Regions from separate parts of the Arabidopsis thaliana genome. Here region 2 is linked to region 1. A link is a contact called in public targeted proximity ligation data. All regions are on one chromosome and are shown on one strand. The core of a region is the stretch at or near the end of the contact, and the rest is flanking DNA. Distances in the headings are between cores, read along the strand shown.

The links.
Region 2: a contact with region 1 is called in a targeted proximity ligation map of shoot, with 10 read pairs. A contact is called at or near these places in 5 of 26 Hi-C or Micro-C datasets (leaf, root and seedling), 1 of 2 datasets of targeted methods (shoot) and 1 of 3 other capture datasets (shoot).

The regions. Positions count from the first base shown.
Region 1 is chr1:12,600,907-12,607,376 of TAIR10.1, reverse strand. AT1G34470 (magnesium transporter, putative (DUF803)) reads right to left here and starts at 3,216. Exons shown (of 9, transcript NM_103169.3): 1 at 2,641-3,216; 2 at 2,307-2,363; 3 at 2,045-2,135; 4 at 1,685-1,845; 5 at 1,466-1,593; 6 at 1,247-1,384; 7 at 1,066-1,158; 8 at 871-976; 9 at 344-788. The coding sequence starts at 2,803. The coding sequence ends at 619. It overlaps AT1G06773 (a long non-coding RNA gene), which reads left to right and starts at 4,236. Exons shown (of 1, transcript NR_139146.1): 1 at 4,236-4,479. It overlaps CYCB1;5 (CYCLIN B1;5), which reads right to left. Exons shown (of 15, transcript NM_001333105.1): 15 at 4,998-6,272. It overlaps AT1G34480 (Cysteine/Histidine-rich C1 domain family protein), which reads right to left and starts at 155. Exons shown (of 1, transcript NM_103170.2): 1 at 1-155. The coding sequence starts at 101. It also overlaps AT1G06757 and AT1G06763.
Region 2 is chr1:12,649,574-12,656,043 of TAIR10.1, reverse strand. EMB2756 (transmembrane protein (DUF616)) reads left to right here and starts at 3,398. Exons shown (of 8, transcript NM_103178.2): 1 at 3,398-3,649; 2 at 5,182-5,485; 3 at 5,565-6,131; 4 at 6,214-6,470. The coding sequence starts at 3,398. AT1G34560 (hypothetical protein (DUF1184)) reads right to left here and starts at 2,083. Exons shown (of 3, transcript NM_103179.2): 1 at 2,007-2,083; 2 at 1,822-1,927; 3 at 1,265-1,726. The coding sequence starts at 2,083. The coding sequence ends at 1,367. AT1G34570 (Essential protein Yae1, N-terminal) reads left to right here. Exons shown (of 5, transcript NM_103180.3): 3 at 10-131; 4 at 226-347; 5 at 441-1,117. The coding sequence ends at 747.

The sequences.
Region 1 (6,470 bases), core at 1,967-4,466:
TCTTTGAAATGTTCGGAACGAAAGTCTTCTTTTTGATCAAAATCATGTCTTAGACGACAAACAGTAATATTAGCAGCATTTTCAATTTTCAGAGGATCCATAGTTGATACGAGAGAGGACGGTTATGATGATTTGAGAGTGAATATTGCTAGGTTAAAGCCTACAGGCTACATATAACATAATATATAGGCGTGGTTATGAATGTATACGATTTTTTAATTGTTGTAATGCAATTTTTTATAACCTACTACTCAAGTAAAGTACTGATTCTGTTAACAACTTTACCCGAAGCAACCAAACTATACATTCTCACGAAAAGTATCACTACCTAAAAGGGAAGATTCAGATGCTAACCAAAGATTCTTAGACTAATGTTATGATAAATGAAACATGCTTTGCTAAAACGTGACGACGGAAACCAATTACTATACTTATATGTGTTTATATAACAGTTAAATCAATCTGTCAGACACATTTTCACATCTCTAGAGAAAGCATAACAAATGAATATGTGAAAAATTCCCTATGCAATTTGTACCAATAATCTATCTTCTCTTTTTCTTCATGCTGTCTCTGAAGCCGCGTGGTTTACATATATTGAATCTACTTTGTATCTCCTTACACAGCTTCAGGACCGTCTTGCGGTAGAATGAATTGACGCATTGGCCTTGGCGACTTGGTACACTCGTGGCGTCTGAGAGTGAGTGGGATCCCTTCTTGCTCAAACCCATTACTATCTTCCAATTGTTTAGGAAGGCGAAGAGCCAAATTTCCCAAGGACGAAGAACCTACAATCGGACCCTTGTTAATTGCAGAAACATTCTCTCATTTTTCATTTTATACACATTCCTAAAGAAAGAGCTCACCCACCATCAACCATATCCTTTGTTTTGTGAAGCAAAAAGGTTCCTGAAAGGATTGTCACAAACCCACACAACTCCGTCACTATCTGAGTTCCGTCCTGTCGATCCCAGTCCTGTTCCACATAAATTAACAATTGTTGTTATCTCTAGTTACCAAAACAAATTAGAGAAAACACCAAGAGTTATTATATTATACTTTCACCTTAAACATGATGACACTAGCTAGGATGGTCAATGATGTGAACATAACATAGTATATAGGTGAAACTACAGCCGTGTTGAAAGTGTCAAGCGCCTGTAATCAAGAAAACAAAAAGAGAAGCCGAATGAAATTTCATGATATGTTAACAGATATCAACATGAAACTGATGCTACCTCTATACCTTGTTTAGATAGTTCATTTGGGTTATCACGCAGGTGAGAACTATCAGCGTGAAGACCCATGTCTGAGGGTAAATTAACTGATTCATTCCTGAAAACGTAAGCTTTAATGCTATCCCGAGCGCTTTGACGCTCATGACCTGCTCAAATCGTTCAAGTTATTAGGACTCAAAACAAAGCTAATGAATAAAAATGTTAAATCATAAGTTTTGGGTACTTACCGACAATGATCCAACAAGAGAACAAACCCCGATATATACCATGACATGTGACTGACCGTACTGTGGTACAAACTGAACTATGAGTATAATGGCTGCTCCTACTACTGCTGCAGCGTAGAGAAGAAAAGCTGCACAGGACATATCACCATGTCTTAGACAGATTAATCAAACATCAATTAGACGGGATAAAACAAGATTTGAAAAGAGATCAAATGGTACCAGGTTCTGTCGCAAGATTCCATACTTGTAACACAGAATCAATCTCTTGTTCTTGAGGAGCATGTAAGACAATAGTTATCGAACCAACAACACATAAGACACAACCAAGAAGCCCGAAAGTATGCAACTTTTCGTGTAGGATGACATGAGCAAGAGCAGCACTGCAAAATTCACATCCGAAATGTTCTATTTCAATTACTCCAGTGCACAACTCCTAATGGTTCAACAATACTATCATTGTGAATCAAAAAATTTAGACTAGGCCACATTGTATATTCCTTATATAGACAACACTAAAAGTTGATTGTGATTCCACAGCTAGATCAATACATAATAAATCTGACTTAATACTATCCAAACCTGATAATTATGCTGAGAGCACCAAGAGGAGTTACTAAAATGGCAGGCGCAAAGGCATAAGCAGCAAAATTGGCAATTTCCCCTACAATCACTGCAAAACAATGAAACATTGTCTATCCCATCAACATCACTGAAACGCCAATAACTACTTATACCCTCACCATCTTCCAATAACAACAAACAAAACCAATCTGCAGTACTAACAACAAGTAAACCAAGACCCCAAAAAAGGAGCAAACCTTTAAATATGAAGGGAACTCACTCGTTATCATGCCTACCCACCAGAGAGGCTCAAGCAGGTAAGAATAACCTCCAGAACCTACACAACACCATCACCAGAATCATCAACGAGAATCAAAAGAGCAACATCTATCTGATTTGTGATATACTTTTACTACATCTGTAATCATTAACATAACACTTAATTAGCCATTGGCGCTGCTTCACTTCACTCTCACAAAAACACAACAAATGATCAACTAGAATTTGAAACTACCCTGAAGCAGAAATCTAAAACTGGCAGAATAAATTTCCAATCTTTGCATAGTGAAACAAACACAAATCTCCTCCAAATCAGTAAAGAGAATGGAAATAACCTGCTCTGAGACCAGAAGCACCAGCTCTCTTGAGACCTTTCTTCTTAACAATGAAACTAGCACCAATGAATAAGCTTGAAGATAAAGCCAATACTAAACCCTTTATATTATCCGATGACATTCCTTTATACGCATCTCTCCAACTCCCACTCAAACTCGCCATGCTTTTCTACAATACACTTAACCCCTAAATACCCAGAAGAAAAAAACCGAGCTTTAGGCTTGAATCAGGCGATTGGGAGAGAAAAGACAAAAACTTTTTCAGATCTTGGGTTTGTCCATTTGCGAAAGGATATAGGAGACGATTTAGGGATTTGAGAGGGAACGAGGTAGATCGGATATAAAGACAAGAGCGTAGAAGAAGAGAGTGACAGGAGAGAAATTGTAGTGATGAAGAAGCATCTAAATTTACGAAAAAGGTAAAAGATTTCTCTAGCACTCAATTTTTTTTTGCCTATCTAATTGATGCAACCTCTAAATTGTTTTAAAATAAAATCTATTTCTGGTGACATAATAAAACGATGCAAGTATTCTCGATTTTTACTAATTGCGAAATAATTAGAAAATATTAAAAATAGCAACACAAAAATAATAGTTCATGTTATGTAAAAAATGAACAGTATTAATATTTACTATTGCAATAAGAAAATAAATTAAAAGAGTTTTGTATGAAGTAATTACGAGTCTAAAGTTCAAAACCGATTGGATGCAAATTTTCATAAATTGTTATTTAATTTGTGCGGAAGTGTTAGCGGAACATATAGTATAACCGGTTTAATGATAAATATTAAATAGATATGGTATGGTAAATATTATGGTGAAATTTTTTATAAAAAACATCAATTAATTTTTATTTAGACGTTTCATACCCAATTGTTTTTGGTTGGAAGAAAAATACACGAAATAATGTAATTTAATATCTAAACAATTAAATATTATTATTTTCATACTTACGATCTCACAACTAAAATAAAATTCCAATTTTCTCTTTATCATCTCAATTAACTATTAAGTTTTAGATGATATGAAATTAATTTTATTAACATTTATTTTATTGTGTCTAAAAATTTAAAATTTCAGTTTTACTATAACTATTTAATTTTAAAATTTAATATAAAAATTAGAAGAAAATCAAAAATATTTTAAAATGGTCACGTCGTCCTCTTTTTATAAACTTCTTTTACGTAATGAGAGACTCTTTCACGGATCTAGATTTAAATCTTTGAAAACTGTTGACTTTTAACTTGACTTGGTGGCGTTGAATGTGTCGAAGGTTCGATTCCTGGAGTTTCATTTGGAGAAATAAAGTTTCAGATTAAGCTTGGAGTGCCTCATTCTCTTTACCAGCAGCTGGATTTGGAGAATGTTAAGTCCATCTTCCCATAGTAAGTTCCACAGGTAACCTCCTCGATCATAGAATTTCTAAACAAAGTTGTTGTCTTCCCAGAAGAAACTTGAGTTCTTTGTTTCAAGTATTATTGTGGAAAATTTGAGTTCGAAATTTTGGCTTTGTACTAGATATAAGTTACTGTGAAATTGGATTAAGATTGGTGTTGTGAAAAGTAGACAGAAACGAGCATTACCATTTACTTATTTGATCCAGTATTGTTTGTGCGAAAACATCTCTCATTGTGTTACTTAGTCTTGGAGTCAGCTTTATCTACCATGTTATCACAATCATTACTTCCTTCTTTGTTTGAAGTGGAGATTGTGAATGTGGAGGTAGTGGATGGAGGACTGATTTGCTCAAGCGGCGTTCTAGTTGAAGAAATGGGTGATACAAATGAAGATTGCTATATAGTGTATGCCGCAGTCTACGGTGGCTAATGGCTACTAAGTCTCCGAGTTTAACAATGTCATTCTCGTTGATAGGAGAGAAAAAACGAGAACAATTGCAGTCACTAGCTTTTAGTTGTATATCTTTATTTAAGAACCAATTTGGTTTGTAGGAATCAATACCACAATTTCAGTTAAAAAGTAAGTTTGATTCACACTCCATATTTCAGTTAGAGACTCATCAAATGGTTGCAGCGTTCGGTACGGTATAAAAATAATCGCGTTCAAAAGCTCAGATTATGGTGGTCAAGGATGTAGAGAGACAAGCGCAGACATGCGATGGCGATATTACCATATTACGAAAAGATTGAACATGAATAATTCATCTCTCTAATGACGAGAAAAAATAATGACTTGACTCTTTATTCTAATTGATATGTAAATGAAATATCTGAATTCAAAAAAACCTTTACAAACCAAAAAATAATATGCAGACGTAAAAACAATGTAAAAATTGATCACACGATATTTTACAGGTTCACTGTGACACTCAAAATTATATTAGCAAGAGAATATTGAAACAAGGATTGAGTTAAAATTAGTGCTGCTCAAAAAGAATCTAAATTGAAAATGTGTTTGAGAGAAAGCAAACTTAGGCATGACCAAAAAAAAATAAAAAAATAAGTTATGTTTAATTGATGATTACGATACGAGTAATATCAGAGGCAAAATTTAACAAATTATCCGACCGTTTATACTGTTTTTAATAAGATAAAAATATATATTGTAGATCAACTTTTCTTAATTACAACATAGTTGTTTTTTTTTAACATAGATTTTTTCATATGCACTATCATTAAAACAAAAAAATTATCTGAACATTCGATCCTTGTCTTTTGCATTATACACACTTACAATATATTTGTAAGGTTTTAACCATATGGTTAATTAACAGTTAAGGTTTTAACCGTATGGTTAACCATACCTATATATTTTTACGGTTAATGGTTAAGGTTTTTAACCGCTTGATATGGTTACAGACCAAAATATGGTTACGTGATCATGAAGTTGTGGAATTTATTTTTGCATTTTTATTGTATTTTTATGTTTACTTGTTGCGTGTGTTTTAAAGATAATGTTTTTTGTTTGTTTATAATTAATTTATGTGATCATGAAGATGTGGAGTTTATTTTAGCATTTTCTTGTATCTTTGAGTGTGTTTAAAATTAATGTTTTTTTGTTTATGATTGATTTACTTGATCATGAATTTGTCGAATTTATGTTATCGTAATTTGTGGAATTTACAAAGTTGTGGAATTTATTTTTGCATTTTTATTCTATATTTTTTTTTACTTGTTGCGTGTGGTTTAAAATAATGTTTTTTTTGTTTGTTTATGATTAGTTTATGTGATCGTGAAGTTATGGAGTTTATTTTAAGTATTTTTATTGTATTTTTGTGTTTGATTAATATTTTTTTGTTTATGATTAATCTACGTGATCGTGAATTTCTCGAATTTATGTTATCGTGATTTTGTGTAATTTACTTGATCGTGAGTTGTGGAGTTTATTTTTGCATTTTAAGTCTAATTTTTTTTTTTTTTGTGGTGTTTTACGTCTTCGTGCGTTTAGTGTTTTTTTTTTTTCGAGTGTAAGGAACATTTTTGGCTGTGTTTATTTTTTTTATGAGAGAGAGAGCAAGAGAGAGTTAACATTTTGTTATTTACTCTGAGCATAGTGAAACATATCAAAAAAGATAATCACAAGATAAAATTGATACAACAAAATTAGAGCCGAGAAATAATTAATGAAACTTACTATATACTCAGCTAAGGTTGCTTCTCATTCGTACTTTTAACCTGGACAAAAGTAATGCAAAGTAAACTAAAAATACTAAAGAAACAAGTTACCTTAACATGAAAAATGGTTGGCTCTCCCATATTCACAAGACTTTTAATTTTTCACTGACGTCTTTAAGTGTTGCTAGTCCTAATATAATTTAGCGAATAATGTTATACGGATATTAAACAATACAGAACACAGTCGCTATAATCTTT
Region 2 (6,470 bases), core at 2,149-4,648, 48 kb before region 1:
TTGGTTTAGGTAATAAAGATCATGGTCTTGAGAATTTAGATGATCCCTTTTACGGAAGTTCAGATGAAGATTATAGTGAAGCTCGCGTGTTGGACAATGAGAATGAGCAGAGACGTGTGAAATTCCACTCGGTATTCTTTTTTGCTTTATCATTCTCTCAGTGTAAAATGTTTGTTCAATTTTCTCCATGTCTGTTTTTTTTTTAATGGTAAATCGAAATCGTAGGCTGGATATCGTGATGGGATTGTTGTCGGGAAAGAAGCTATTGCGCAGGAAGGTTATAACTTTGGCTATAAGGAATCAGTTCTTGCTGGTTACAAGTTTGGTATTGTTAGAGGTGTTTCTAGGTAATTACAAGTCTGTTGCGATGTGTTACATATCCGATGAAGCTTATCGAGTAGTAGTAAGTTATACATTTTCTGTTTTGACTCTTTTTGAAGTGCGCTGGCTTTCCTCCCGGTTGAGTTTAGAGAAAAGCTTATCGATGAACAAGAAACTAGAGAGAAGTTTCAGAAATTACACAGTTCTGTGCATGCTCTTTCGACGGAAGTCGCAATGAAGCAGTTCTATGAAACTTTGACTACGAAACAAGGGGAAGAGAAGAGTGGAGAAGAAGGGCCCGACTCTTGTTCTGTTTCAGGTTCTTGTTCAGGTGTTAATGTCACAGCCGACTTAGGAAGCTATGTTACTGAGCTAAGTTCTCTTCTTGACAAATCTCCAACGATTGAAGTGAAATTTGATACATAGACGAGGCTTGTTCAGTAGACGTTATTCACAAGCAAAAGCAAGATTAGCGTCCAGTTTCCAAAAACTGTTTGTAAGCTCGGTTCTGCCTCAGCGAGTAGCGACGGCTAAATCATGCTTTCTGCCTCGGCAATTTCATTCAACCTTCTCTACCAATTGTAGCCGCACTCGCCGAGCTAAGAAATTACTCTGTTAATTTGGGTTGACAAACCAACAAAGTACTTTGTCAGCAAGATTATGGCTAGTTATTTGTTAATGTTATAAAATGGACTAATCAATAAAGATTTTGAATTAAAATAAATTGTAACAAAGGCATTCCATATATGCAAGCTTTATCTCGATGCAATGCAAATCATTGGAATAACTTACCAAGAAACATTATCAGACGTGATCTTATCCGATCTAGAGTTTGACAGAACTTAAAGAAGTCTTTTAAGTCACTTGATACAACAATCTTCTTCTACTCATAACTACTGTCTTTGAAGTATTTATTTAGAAAGAAAAAACAACTCTGGCACAAAATGTTTGATTTCTCGTCGAGCAAATGTTAAAGCGGATTCATATGCCTAAAGAAGTAAGATGTCGAGAGCAAGTTTCGAGACTTGCTTCGTTCAAAAGAGGCCTAAAACAGCTCAAGAACTTTAGTCTTACTAGGGTGTATCATTTCTGGTGTTGCTTCAAACAGAGACTTCCACAAGTGAAAAATGCTAGACTCTATAGCTTCTCTCGCAAACCCATTCGCCTCCGATACATCCTTGACAGATCTCAAATGCTCCTCTAGCTTCTTAAGCTCTTGGTTGTAGTGTTTAAAACCAGACGGTTTCACTAAGCCACCGATTTCAAGAATTGAAACAATGCGAGCCAAAACTCTGACTCCAAAAGAAAATTGATAGGAAAACGTTTTGAACTGTTCCCATTGGCTCGACTTGCCACCATCCTTATAGACTCCATTCTTGGGTTTGATATATGTTTCAAACACATACTGAATAACATAAAACACTCTTCCTACCACGGGACCGTCAAAGTTTCTCTTCCCTGCATACTTGAATAGCCAAAAACAGAAGACTAACATAGAACGTATGCATCTGATAATAAGAACATTGCTTCAGCGACAAAGAGAGAGAGCTCAACTCCTAGTTGTACAGCCTCCTCTTTCTGTTTATGTTTCTGCTTCTCTTTTGTCCTGCACAAATTGATACTTTTCACTTTCTAACACGAGTAAGAAAATAAACCTTCAAAAGGGAATGATGAAGATCACTAACCCTAAAGTGTATGGAGAATATCTTGACTCTTGTAGTAATCTTTTGTTGTGTCGGAGAACTCGGTCAGTCATCGACATTAATTCAAATTGTTTCGAGATAATCGACATGTCAGAGGAACTCATTGAAGAAGAAGACTCGTGATGCAATTTTTGTGGGCTTTCCAATGCACAAAGATTAATAAACAACAAATTCTAGTCAGAAAAATCAGATGCAAATTCCCCAAAGCATTTAGTTCTATGGATCGGTCAACAGAGAGAATAACCCTAGATATGGTAACTTTAGCCTTCAATTTGAAATCAAAGAGAATAACCATAGATCGTAACTTTAGCCTACTTGAAACCTTTTAAATCAATATGAAATCCAAATTCCTAAAAAAAAAACAAATCATGGAAAAAGAAGGTATCATGCACTGACCTCATCATCGTTGTAGTTTAAAACCTAAATGTATCTTACTAATCCTTTCCTATTCTAAGCTTTTTCTTTAACCTGGACAACAAATAATAGAAAACAAAAGGCTTAATTATGGATGTTTTTTTTTTTTTTTTTTTGACGATTAAAAATAAACCAGCTCTATATATAATTTAATAAACTTTTTTGTTTGTTTTATAAAAAAACCACCAAATATATTTATTTATTTTTAAAGAAAAACCACCAAATCATTTTTTTTTGATAAAAGGTTAAATTTTACACCATTTTCGATTTTTGACAGATATTACAAAGAATACTAGAAACGGAATAAAGCAACCTACATAACTTAAAAACACCGATTCCGAGTCCGCAAAGCTCAGAAATTTGCGTGGTTGCCACAGAACCGAAGAACTGGAATCCTCATCCTAGTTACCACGAGCATATCTATTTGAGGCCCGTCCACAAAACCTCAAGATAGAAACCTACAACTTCTCCGAGAACTAACGCAAAAACGCATTGACAATCATGGACTTCTACACCAACTCAAGAGAAAGCGTTGCCAAACAGACCTATTCGCCAAATCTTTTCAAATTGAATAGAACCACCAATCTTTATTTTAAAGAAATGACCATATGATGTAACTTTTCAAATTTTACCTAGGCATGCTTTTTTGAGCAGGCAATTTCTCTTCAGCTCCAGCAGTTCTCTCCGCAAGGAAAGGATCACAGTTTGGCATGCATAATGAATTAGGGATCGTCTTCGCCAAAGAACTCTTACAAATTTGTTCTCATTGTTTAGCGGAGTTCTTGTGTTTGCTTGGATTGTTTAGGCTTAGAGCATCCTCAATGGAAGGTTTTTAGATAGTTCTTATGCATATGAAAGTAGAATATGAAGAGAGAGAATTAGAAAAAACTCTTAGCTAAGAGGCTTGATGATTTATATATGAGACACATGTCTCTTTTATATTGGTTCAATTTTCTAATATGGTTAATGTGCTGGCTTTCCTCCCGGATGAGCTTAGAGAAAAGCTTATCGATGAGCAAGAAACTAGAGAGAAGTTTCAGAGATTACACAGTTATGTGCATGCTCTTTCGACTGAAGTCGCAATGAAGCGGTTTTATGGAGCTCTGACTACAAAGGAAGGGATTTCTGGTTCGGGTGTTAATGCCACAAGTGACTGGGGTAGCTATGTTACTGAGCTAAGCTCTCTTCTTGAAAAATCTCCTAAGATTGAAGTTAAATTGGACACATAGATGAGACTTGTTCTCTAATGGTTATTGCCAAGCAATAGCAAGATTAGTAGTGTCTAGTTTCCATACCAAACTGTTGGTAAGCGCGGTTCTGTTTGGTCTAGTAAAACTTGCTTGCCTTGATATGAATTATTTGTAATTTCGACTAAATCTCACTTGTTATTCAACTGATATGTTGCTTATAAAGATTCCTTTTGGGAGTTGGGGACTACAGTAAGTCGGGACGTAGCGTAACCTGACATCACCTTCGTGTGTTTTTAACGCCAATATCATGCATGACACAGAAAACAAAGTTCGTTTCACTTGTCATGTAATAAAATGCCTTCGTCTGTTTTTGTTCGTTCATAACTTATATCTCAAATCATAGTTCCAATCCTCATAATCCACAAACGTCGGTTTAGATCATACTAATGTTTTAGTCGTTTTACAATCTAAACTGAATACTAAACCGACTAAATTCGATACCAATAGCTCTGGGCATTTGGGTATTCGGGTCGCGTTTGGGTCATGTCTTTCGGGTTGGATTCGGTTCGGATTTACTTCAGATCTGAATAATTCGGGTATTTGTTGAAAAACTCGATAAATAACCAAAACTATTTCGGATTGAATACTACTTACCCAAACTTTATCCAAATATATCCAAATATACATAAAAGTATCCGTAAAACCCAAAAGACCTGAATTATAACAAGTTTTTCTTTAAGATAATAACATGAAACAAGATGTAAACCTTATTTTGAGCTTGTTCCATAATCCAATCAATGTATATATGTCCTCATGTGTATATATATGTTCGGGTATAAAAAATACTCACGGATATCGGGTTCTGTTCGGGTAATACCCGATACCCACAATTATTTGAAAACAGAATCCGATCAGGTAATTAGTTGGAACCGAAGTAGAACGGATTCAGATATTTCAGGTCAGATTCGGTTCGGTTCTTCGAGTTCAGATATAATGCCCAGGCCTACTAAACCCGATGCATAAACGACCCAATATCTTCTTCTTGTTCACTTGATTTATTAAGCTCCAACAATTAATTGATTATTCTTATTCAACACCATTAATGTATAACATAACTCTCATCCAACACCTACTTAATTTGATGATCTAATGAAGTTGATGTTGAGTAAAAAAGAAAACACCAATATTTCCTCTGTTTTTTTTCCTCCTTAAATTAAAAAAAAAAAACCAGAAAACCGAATGATCCATAAAGAAATCGGGTCGGGTCAGATCTAGCGGCCGACTCCTCCTATACACAGATCCAGAAGCACACACACAACCGTATAAAGTTTAATCTCTGCCGGAAGCGCGTCGCCGATCACGCGCATTCATCTGCATCTTCTCCTTTCTCTCACCTAATCACATTTTTGTACTTTAATGGCGAAATCGATCTAATTCGTCCGTGAACAACTATAACCAAACTCTTCCCCCAAAAAACCTTGCTTCAACCATACTTCACACAAATCCTTCACCACCACTCTTCTCGCGTCTCTGTGTATATATATATTTGGTAGAGAGTGCTCATCGACGACGACAATGCTAAAATGGCTCAATTTAGACAATCGGGAACAGATAGATTTAGTGTTCGCGGCAACGGCGGAGGAGCTTCTTCTGATCACGTAACGATCGGGATCCGAAACGGCGTCGGTGGAGCTACTAAAGGTAACAACAACAGGTGGCGAAGATCCGTGAGAGCTGATAAGATTCGTCGACTTGGAATCGGTTCTGTTGTGTTTGTTCTTTGCTTTGTGCTTCTTGTTACTGTTCTCGCTTACTGTTATATCTCTGGGTTTACTTATAATAGCTACGATGATAAAGGTCAGTTTTTTTTTTGTTCTCTGGATCTTTCTGTTGAAGTTCCTTAGATTGTTTTTGATTAGAGTTGTGTTGTGGGCAGGATTTGTTGATTCATATGAGGGTGATTTTTTGACGAATGTGACTAGATTAGATCCTTCGAAAGTGCTTGAGTTTGGTCAAGGTTCAGTGATTCATGGACGAGATTCGAGGTATTGGGATAAAGATGATAGAAGAAGAGATGATGATTATAATGAGGATGAAGTGAAAAAGGATGTACAACAAGTTCATAATCCTGTGAAGGGGATTGGTTTGTATAATGAAGCTGGAAGGAATGAGTTGAAGATGTATGAAGCTGAGTATAAAGCTACGCTTGGGAAAGGTGGTCATGAGAAAAACAATGAGGGAGTTGATAGGGATCGTGAGGATGATGATGCGATTGATTCTCATGATGGGGATGAATATGTTGATTCTGGGCATGAGGATGATAATGAAGAGGTGCATAAAGAGAAGGTTGTTCATTTGGTGACCAAGCAAGAGAATGTGGACAAGGATGATGGAGGTGTTTCAAAAATGTCACTTGGGGATTCTTCTCTTGTTAGTAAGGGTGGTAAGTCTGGGAAAACATCACGATCTGATACTAAAAGAAGAGGTCGTCGCAGATCTTCAGGTGATAATTTGTGATCAGCTTGGTTGTGAAGTCAGTGTGGGTATTTGCTGCTCATCATTCATTTGTTGTTCATATCTTTCAGGTTCATGTGAAATGAAGCTATTGAATTCTAGTCAACCAATAGTGGAGCCCTTGAATACTCGAAAATCTGCTAGATTTTCTTTACAGTACATAGAGAAGGAAGATAAGCCTGATGAAGAAGAACAGTGGGAGCCTAGATTTGCAGGTCATCAGAGTTTACAGGAGCGAGAAGATTCCTTCGTGGCTCAAGACAAGAAAATTCATTGCGGCTTTGTCAAAGGTCCCAAAGGATCTTCAAGCACTGGGTTTGACCTGACA